2 separate regions of the Anas platyrhynchos genome follow, and region 2 is linked to region 1. A link is a contact called in public Hi-C data. All regions are on one chromosome and are shown on one strand. Each heading gives the region's core, a stretch centred on a gene start, on an enhancer-like site or on the middle of the called end of the contact. The rest is flanking DNA. Distances are from core to core; before and after follow the strand shown. Region 1 has its middle 24 kb from the start of ZFP36L1. Region 2 overlaps RAD51B (RAD51 paralog B).

What was found. Hi-C and Micro-C count contacts between places; a contact is called where the count stands out from the background.
Region 2: a Hi-C map of subcutaneous adipose tissue shows a contact between it and region 1, with 4 times the contacts expected there. The contact joins two enhancer-like sites. A contact is called at or near these places in 5 of 8 Hi-C or Micro-C datasets (F5 follicle, skeletal muscle, small yellow follicle and 1 more).

What each region holds. Positions count from the first base shown.
Region 1 is chr5:37,378,477-37,383,382 of IASCAAS_PekinDuck_T2T, reverse strand. No RefSeq gene overlaps it. Among named protein-coding and RNA genes, the nearest start is that of ZFP36L1, 24 kb to the left of the region's middle. Within about 2 kb of position 2,017, at least 2 of the 8 cell types and tissues checked have an H3K27ac peak or open chromatin away from gene starts, as enhancers often do. A contact at or near this core is called in subcutaneous adipose tissue, where this site is marked.
Region 2 is chr5:37,680,140-37,685,089 of IASCAAS_PekinDuck_T2T, reverse strand. The region is part of intron 8 of RAD51B (RAD51 paralog B); the gene reads left to right. Among named protein-coding and RNA genes, the nearest start is that of TMEM229B, 190 kb to the left of the region's middle. Within about 2 kb of position 1,304, at least 1 of the 8 cell types and tissues checked has an H3K27ac peak or open chromatin away from gene starts, as enhancers often do. A contact at or near this core is called in subcutaneous adipose tissue, where this site is marked.

The sequences.
Region 1 (4,906 bases), core at 768-3,267:
TCTGGGATAACATTCCCAACCATTCCCTTCCAATTTTGGCATTTGTTCCTGGAGAACCAGGAGCTGAAAATGGCATGAATGTGCTTCTTGGAGTCAAAAGGAAAGCAAGCACACCCGTGGTGTAAAGGAGGGGTTGTGAAGGGGACCTCCTCCGCCTGGTTGGAGGCGCGAGGCTGAGATGCCCTTGGTGCCAGGGTGCTGGCTGTCAGCAGGCCAGTGACACCTGGATGTTGGATGAGGGCACGTGGAAGGTGGAGGTGCGTTAGCCGTGTGCCATAGGAGGAGCAAGAGTGGTGCCAGTTCTGCCAGGGCAGTCTGTGAGGAGTGACATGGGACAGAGCTCGTGGGGACAGGCATCGCTGCTGAGGCAAGGAGAAAGCCATGGTGTGCATTAACCCCGATGAAACTGTTGAAAATGGTCTGTGCTGTTTGCCCAAGGTTTTCCAGACCCTGGGAAAGTAATGCCCATGGGAAGTTGGGCTGATTGGGAGCTCATGAGCATTACTGTCTTCTCCGCTCATCAGTCCAGCAGGTACCGGAAAGGGTAAGGCAGCATGTGCTGGACTCCCAGCAAAGACAAATGGATAAGACAAATCCAAGAGCAGGGCTTTGCCACCTTTTGGGCCACAGGAGGACTGAACAACTTACCACCATGTTGCCAAACAGCAGGAGCAGGGGCCCAGGCAGTCTGGGAGCTGATCCACACCTCCAGGAACTTGGAGTCCACCTGTTCTGGCCTCAAGTGGAGGGATCTCATCTTGAAGGGGAGTCACTTCACAGCCCCTGTTTGTGCTTGGGGGAGTGGATGAGGGGTAGGGTGTGTGGACTGAGAAAGCCAGATGAGTTCCCTTGCTGTAGAAGTACTGATGAGGAAAGAGAACCGTGCCTCTTCACCAGGGGTGGGTGCACTGCCTCGGGCTGTCCCCCCAGAGCCCCGACATGGTTAGGGAACCCTGCAGTTCGAGGCTGCCATAGTGAGCTGGCTTGCAAAGGGCTCAACAGGGGAAGGCATTTCTGAGGAGAGAGCCCCTGGCCAGGCTGCTGGAAGACGGCTACTTCCCCATCGGATGGTAAAACACAGCAGAAAAGCCATCAGCTCAGAAGGCACACCCAGACCACTAGAAATTCTGTCCGGACCAAGCCAGAAAATATTTCCTGAAGCCTCTTTGTCACCAGGCTGCTTTAGAAGAGTGGCACCATTGAAAGTGTAGCTAAGACTGGCTGGAAACAGGGCTGTGGCAGGAGAAGGGTGCCAGCCCCACTGCTGGGTAGCTCCTGTGGGTACACGTGTGTGCATGTGCAGGGAGACGGGGGGGGGGGGCTGGTTCCTCAGCAGCTTTATTTTTCTCAGTCAGGTTCAGAAAAGAAGCATTTGTAAGCTCTCACTACTTCTAAGCCTCGCCAACCACTCTCAAGAACAGCCTGTGAAGGTTTCCTGGGTGGTTGCCTTGTGGTTTCTACCGTTGCAGTTTAGTATCTGGGTCTTAATTCGGCCTCCCCCCTCACCCCGCTGCCCTGCTGGTGGCCACAAAGGCGGGCTGCGTGTGCCCTTTGTCAGGCTGTGCCCCGCGTCCCTCAGGAGCTGCAGCAGGGTCAGGAACAGGCCTGCAGCCCTCAGGCCTTTCTCACAGTGCTCCTCAGGGCAGAGGCAGCCCCAGGGCAGGCAGCAGGATGGGAAGGGACAGGCAGGTGGGCTGACAGCAGATCCTTCGAGGGAGCTGCGCATGCCCCGGCTCCTTCGGCTGGTTTTTGAGGCCCCCGCTCCCCCTCCTCGTCCTTCCGCTCCCCCGGCAGGTGAGCCTGCCGGAAACCACACGAGCGGAGGAAGGCAGAGTTTCCAGTTCTCTAGTCAGGGGTGTTGTTGTGTATTTTTGGTACATAAATACATATTTTTTTTCCACAAAGGCTTGGGTCACCAGGGCTATTTTAAGATGGGTTTTTCAAGTTTCCTCTAAAAAGGGTATTTCGTTGAGGCAGTGTTACAGCACCATCTGGTGGGGTCACAGCTAGCCTCCCGCAGCAGAGGGGCCGTGAGGCTTTCTGCAAATGGCTGGCACGAAGGGGCCTGTGGGAGCAGAGGGCTTCTCGGTCTGTCTTCATGGTGCGCCAGCCCTAGGCAAGAGAGCTGAATGCTCTTTGCGAGCATTGCCTACTGCCGTGCTGAGAAATGTCTGAGGCAACTCAGTCTGTAACACCTGTCTCGAACTCGCAGAGTAGGTTGGAGAATCATCCAGAACGATCGAAGGATTTACAGTATCATCCTGCATATTTTACAGAGGGAGATGCTGCAGTTTGGAGGCTAGTGAATGTTGTGGCAAGAGACCTGGCGACGGGGTGCAGGTACTTCAGCTGTATCCCCATGCTGGTTCTGTAACCAGGGAGAGCCTTCCACACACACCCACCTGCCCTCGGCCTGCCACATTCTGCGTGATGCTAGAATATCCAACAAGTCAAGGACTGGGGACAGCTGCAGTGTGGTCTAGAAGCTCCCAAAGAACACATTTGGATCCAGCAACCCCTGCCTCCCCCAGCCCATGAACTCTATGCTACGGCAGTTGCTTGCTTCACATGATATATCTGATAATAAAGTATGCTGAAGTTTCCTTCTATAGCACAGCATTGCAGCTGACACTCTGGTGCGCTAATTGCTGATATACTGGACAAACCCCACTGTTATGTAAAGTGCACAGTCATAGTGTGGCCACGCATGGGGCAACTTTAGACCCAAGTCCACCTCAGCGCTGGCTGCTACGTAACACCACTTTTCCACTGTGAGTGTAAGCACAAGCCACTCATCGCAGTTTTTCCACACACAGCTATTACTGTTGTTCAGGTTATGTAGACAAATGGGAGTGTGCAGTGCAGGTTTTTGAGATATTAACTGAACTAAGTAAATTTAGAGATTTGGAGTCTCAGAATTTATACACTAACTATCACTCATTCTTACTGAACAATACAGCATAGTGTGATTCTTCTGGCATTCAAGGATAAGAGATACGAGTTACTGGAATAAAAGAAGTTCAGGGAAGGTCATATAACGAGCAGATGTGGATTTTAAACCACACAAGTGCCAGGACTGGAAAAGGGAGCAATTCCTGGCCTGGACTGAAGCATCTACTCCAAGCATGTTGATCTGGATCTTTCCAGCTCAACCTGTCACTGCTGAACACCTGCACAGAACATGGGTTTTCTAGGGTGGGAAAGCAAGGAATGAGGAGAGGAGACCCCGGTTATGGGAAGCAGCCACTGTAACACAAAAGAGTATCGTTCAGTTCCTGTGAAACTCTTTGTCTTTTATTTTAAGCCCTTCATTCATCTTGAAGAGCGGGTTTTACCTTACACTCCCACCTCTTCCTTGTCACTCCCTCATAGTCTAGGCCCAGCAAATCAATAGTAGCGATTGTCCTTTGAACATCTTGAGACTACCCAGGCCTACAGGGTTGCCATTACCTAGTGTTTCACTACAGCACATAATGCGGCCTTGTTTCTTACACAGGCCCCCAGCCTGTTACGCCTTACACTTTCCTTTTGGTGCCTGGAATGGCCGCTTTATGTGGAGTCAGTGTACATGTACCTGCTGCATCCCATGCAGCTGATATGCACAGAGCACCCTGCTTGTGTGCCCCCCAGCCCCAGGGCTCTGCTAGGCGTAACTGCTCGCTCATCAGCGGCATTGTCCTAGCAAATCAGCCCCAGGGTGAATGGCTAACAACTCTCTTGCAGGTTTGGAGGGAGGGGGTGGAGGGGTAACTGATGGCAGGGCTGGTGAAAGGGGAAACACCCCCAGGTACTGTACGCACAGCATTCAGCCTTCCAGCCAACAATTGCTACATAGGGGGAATGGAGGAAACATTGGAAATCACACGTTTCCAAAACCCTTGTGAGAAAATCAAAGCCATTTAGGAGCTGTACAACGTTCAGGCTGCTACAGCTCCTAAGGGGCACAAGGTTTGCATTTTCCAAGGCATTTTTTGTTTTGTTTTGTCCTGCAAGAGCATTCAGCTCTCCAGATTCCCAGATAGGGCCTGATGGAACACACCATCAGAGCCACCGTGCTTCCAGGGTGCCTGTGTGACTCTTAAAATACATTTTTCTCTTCTGTGAGGAAACAAAACCTTCTGAGCCTGTTTTATGACTCTACAAGCAGTGGGAGCAAGTACAGCCACTAGATGGCACGAGTCAGGGATGAATCTATTCAATGAGGAATCCTGGCCTTCATTTCAGGCACACTCCTATCTGTTCCTGAACTCCCTCACTTTTCAGCTACAGGTGAACACCCTAAACCACTTGCTTTGCTTTTCTCATCTGTCAAGTAGTGATGTGACATGGCCAATTATATCAAAGTTTAATTATCTTCACAACTACTTGGATACTCTTGGTTGAAGAGCCATGCATTAAATTGACAAAAATGTAACTAATAATAAAGAAATGCAATACACATCATAAGAAAAAAATCTCTTATTTTTGGGGATAGTAGAATACTTGTGCTTGTGAGGGAAACAGAAGGATCACAGGGGAGTTACGCCCCAGGACACAATTCCACTTCCTCCCTCCATGTGTCAGATTCAGAGAGAACTGGTAAAAGTAGTACTTCAGGAGACCTGAAGCATCCACTCTGTGGTGGAATCGTTACAAAAATTTTAAAAAACTGCTCTTCAAGACCCAGGCTAGCAGGATAAAGGCAGGAGTAATGACAGGTTTACTTGTTCTCATATAAAGTGTCAGATGTTAGAACATACTGCCTGTAAAAGCTGTGACTTCAGAACATTAGAGTTTATTTATGGTTATTTTAAAGCTGGGCTTTCGTTCCTGTGCCCTGTAGTGTTGGAACTAAGGCACCTGGTACAGGTAAATAATTACTATAAATATAATAAATACTATACTGTGTTCCCTAATGAGTCTGCCA
Region 2 (4,950 bases), core at 55-2,554, 300 kb before region 1:
GAAACATGCAGGGCAGGGGAGAAGTGGAGCAGACTGGTGTTCACTTTGTGGAGTCGGTGCTTCCTCTGACAAGGCTGGCAAAGCCTCTGCTTTCTTGTCACTGCCTTGTAGTGAAAGGACTTGGTCAAACTTCATAAAACTTCAGCTCCATTACTGCTAAAAGCGAAGACGTGATGGGCTTACCTTTCCAATACCACTTATATTTTCCATTTACCTAGATCAGGCAGTGAATTTAGACTGGTGAATTTCAATATGACTCTTAAAAAAAATATTAAATTAGATTGTTGTTTTGATACTGTTATACTGAAGTGTTTGGGGTCAGAATTTTCAGCTTAAAAGGCTGTTAGACAGTTTGCTATATGTGAATTTTAGAAGATTAATGAGAATACTGTGATTTATGATTTTGTTTGTTTGTTTTGTTGTTGTGTCGTTGTTGTTTTTTAAACCAAGCAAGCTTTTCCCTTGTCCTCAACCCCCTAGGCTTTGGCAATAAACAGCTTCTGATTTGCACAGCTGACAAGTCAACAACAGAACAAGATTGTAATATGTTAACAGTTTATGGTTAATAATTAGATATATTTTTTTTTTTCCCAGTAAGGAAATAACTGTTTTTTTTGTTTGTTTGTTTGTTTTGGATTTTTCTAATGGGAAGATTTACATTAAAATATCTCGTATATCCATAAAAGCAACAGTAGGTGGCAGAATAACTTCACTGGAAGTCGGTTTCTTGATATCCTCAACTTTTTTTCAATGAACTCAGAGAGAAAACCAGACGCATCTATATGAGATACAACCCATTGCTACTCTAGATGGTTGTCTTAACAGAGGATGTGTCAGGCAATTCCAAAACGCTGCAAGGTTTTTGTCAAATTTTAATGTGATTTTTTTTTTTTTTTTTTGCTTCCTACTTCTGTAGGATAGTTAAACCCTTGTGAAGACTATTTCTGAAAAGTTTGTATGTGGTGCCTTGCTGCTGCAGAACATGCACATGCACTAGTCACCAGCTGAAGCATAGCAAATGGTATTTTAGAGGAAGTGTATCTATGTAAATAGTACATACATATAATCCTTTCCTTTTAGACAAAAGCACTCATGTAAACATATTGCCACAAAATGTTTTTGCTCTACAGGATAGTCTTGCTGTCATTTTTGATGAAGAAATAAGCTCCCTGGGAAATTGCTAGTAAATCATGACTGGGATTCTTCAACAAAAAGTAAAGAATCTGTGAAAGACGGATCTGGCAGGATGAGGGGAAAGGGAGGCTGCAGCTGTGACTCACGTTGGGTATATCACGGGCTGTTTACCAACACTTTGGCTTTCTCCTCTACATCTCCCTGGGAGCAATTGCAGCACTCAGAACCGTGAGGGCCTCCAGACAATTCCATTTCAAAGCAATGAAACAATCAGACCACTTGTGAGGTAACAGCTGCCTTCACCTTGCTAGGCAGTCGTGGTAGGCTGAGGTGTACTTGGGCTGCAGCCAGTTCTTCAGTCACAACTGTCTGATTTCAGATTTGGAGAACTACCAGGACCAGAAACAAGGATGTAATTTAATGGTGTTTTCCCTCAGCGTAGCAATGGAAAAGAGTCTAACGTAGAATCACAGAATGGTTCGGGTTGGAAGGGACCTTTAAAGACCATCCAGTGCAACCCCCATAAGTGTAATCAGAACTTCTGTTCTCCATCAAACATCTGGGATCATCCCATCCTCCTTCCATACAGACCGAGATCTGGATTCGGATCACACGTGGCTGGTTTTAACCTGCATCAGGCCCTTTGTCCATGTCGCTTCCTGCCCATACGGGCATCTTCCTGCATGGGGTGGGCAGCAGTCTGGGGATGAGAATGAGAGACAGGAGAGGGCAGGATGGCTTCCTCTCATTGCAGCACTGCCTTAAAACACCTAAGCCATATGTGAAACTACAGCCTTATACAGCAGATTTTTCTCCGTGGAAAAGGTATTAGAAATAATTATGGAAATTAAAGGGTTTTTTAGTGTGTGTGTGTGTATGTGTTTTTTCTCCATAATGGGTGCTTATAAAGATGTCCCCAAAGGAACACATGAACAGTGGTAGTGCCCACAGTGTGTTTTCTTACTTTTCAAATATGGCTAAAATGGCATTGTTGAAAAATCACTTCTTACTCAGATCGGATTTGGTAGCTGCAGTGGCTGGAAATGGACTGTGCACACAAATGGCAGAACCCCACAGGTTAATACAGCTATCCCAAATTTACAGACATGATCTTTTTTAATACAAGGCATGTATTTAAACTTTGGATGGTCACACATAATGAAGCCGTATAAAAATCAATGTTGTGAAGAAGGAAAACAGTTCCTGGAGACTTCAGTCTGATATTTGGGTCTGAAGATGAGGCAGATGTGCCTCATTTGCTCTGTGGTGTTTTAGCATGGGTGTGCTGTGACATTATAGTGACTCACCAGTGTTACACCGGACACGTTTTGTGTGTAAGGTGGTGATCTTGTGAAGATCTAGCAAAGATGAAGAACAGGGGAGTTGCAGATGGGTCTATTATAGCAACATGTCTGAGGGAGTTTTATTTTGTGCTGTGAAAAACAGTAATGCTACAGAGGGTAAGCCTGCAAATGGGCAAAAATATGGTGTGTATGTAGAGTGAGAAAAGGAACTGGCGCATGTTTATGTGCAAGTGCTGTGATGCAGCTGCTTTACAGTGGGTTTTTTTAGGGGTTCATCCACTCTGAAAGTGAACTTTGTGAGGACTCTTTCACACCTAAGGTGTATTCCCTCCAATTGTGTTGACAGGTTTCTCTTTAACTTGCAACTTCAGTATCTTTTTGATCCCATAGATTCTGGCATCTCCTTATCCTTGGAGGTGTTTAAGGAAAGGTTGGGCCTGGTAGGGACACAATTTAGTGGGTGATACTGGTGGTAGGTGGATGGTTGGACCAGATGATCTTGGAGGTCTTTTCCAACCTTAATGATTGTAAGTTTCTATGATCTCTTTTATTTGAAAATAGCTGTGGGATCAATTTAAGTATTTGTCTAAGGTTATTTTTTCACTGAGGATGTATTTAACATAATCATACTATTTCTTTAAGTGGTCCTTGTCCCCTTTCACTTTTTCTTCCCAGCAGATTCTTTGTTTACTTGCTTTAGAAGTTCTTCAGGAATTTGTTTGTTTTTATGTCCTTGTTTATTTGCTTTTCCAACTCCATCAGAGTTCTCTGGATTTCATTCTTATATATTGACTGTTGTAATTTATTTTCCTCTCCATCAGCTGTATTAGTTTGAATGCTCATTTTGTAAGGTCTGCTTGTCTCTTGAAAATCATATTTAAACTTTTTGCTCAATTTGTTATTAGGGCTCTCTGTCTTGAGATGAATATTCGTATTATATGTAGGCCTTCTGTAACAACTACAGGCTTTTAGATTTACTTTTGAGCTGATTTTCAACTTCCTGTCTTTTCAGAAGCCAGCTTAGTGCTGTTTAATTCAGAAGTTTTCAAACTGTGGTCACTAGTGTCAGATGGTTATGCATTTGTAATATTCCCTACATGTGCCAGATATCTCTAAAATACTCAATGCTGACCTTTGATTGCAGCTTGTAAATGAAGTAAGAACAATAATCTTAATGGGCTTAATTGCCTTGGTTGTTGGTATTATTAGTCTGAACTTTTTATGCTTTTCCACACTTCAGGGAAAGTAGACAAAGAAATACTGTATTTGTTTCTCTAGAAACACAGGAAAATAGTGGTTGTATTCTAATGTTGTGGGTTTGTATGTATGAAGATTTAGCAATAATGGGACATTATCTGCTATTCTTTTAGTATAACATTACTTTGATCTACCTGCAACCTAGTCACTCCCTCCTCTGTGCCTAGATACTTTTTTTTCCATAGCCTTTTTAAAGTGTCTAGTTTGCCTAAATTCATTTCTGTTGCTATACCCTCTTGCTTGACATTGTTTCCTTAAACTCTTAATATTATATTTGTATTTATTCTTGAAAATGTAGATGCTTAAAATATTTGATTATTTGAAACTTAAAATGCATTCTTTCCATGATCTCAGTCTGTCCACACCCTGGGTTCAGGTGTAGTGTCGTGTCATCACACCACCACCACCACTTGAAGTCCTCCCTTTTATAACCCTGCAATTTGGTAGTGTCTGGCTAGCTGCAAAGTACTCTTAAAAGAATATGCAACCTCTGCCTCATACAGCATTTTGTCTTTTAATAACCTGTTTTGCATTGCAATACTAAGTAGAACACTATGAATACTGTTTTTTTTTTTTTTCCCATCAACATCTGATAGAATTCTTTGGCCTCAACTCAGGAAAGCACTTAAACATATTTTAATTAGCATTTTAAGTATATACTTAAAATTGAGTGCATGCTTAAGTGCTGCACTGAGTGGGAACACTTTTTGAGTTTGTTCTTTGGTTTTGTCTCTCTTCTGATGTTTTGTTTTCCAGAACTGTGTGAATGCTGTACTGTTAACTCCTTCTAGGCTTGACACTTTTTGACCACCTCCAATGAACTGAGTTCTGCCTGCTTCCCATTCTCTGGGTCTTTTTATAAATAAATACATTCCCCTCCAGAAGTATTTCCTTTCCTGCACAGACAGGGTCCCAGATTGGATGCTATTTGACAATAGCCTGAATTTAGGTCAGTCTGGGTATCAATGTTTTGCTCTAAAAGATATTTCTCTGATTTTTTTTTATTTTTATTTCTAGCTCTCAGCTAAAATGCCTTTCTTTAGTGTGATCTCCACTTTCTAACAGACTGTTATCTAGTTTCCTCTTTTCTTGATACAAAAGAGAGAAGGTAACAGCAAGCCTAGGCTTTTGCATTATAAAACTCAGGTAATTTAGACCAGTGAACACTTTGGTAAAATCCTTTTGTTTAAATCCCTACTGTTTTGCATCCCATGGATTTTATTTGAGTTCCATGTTCAAATAAAATTAGAAAGCT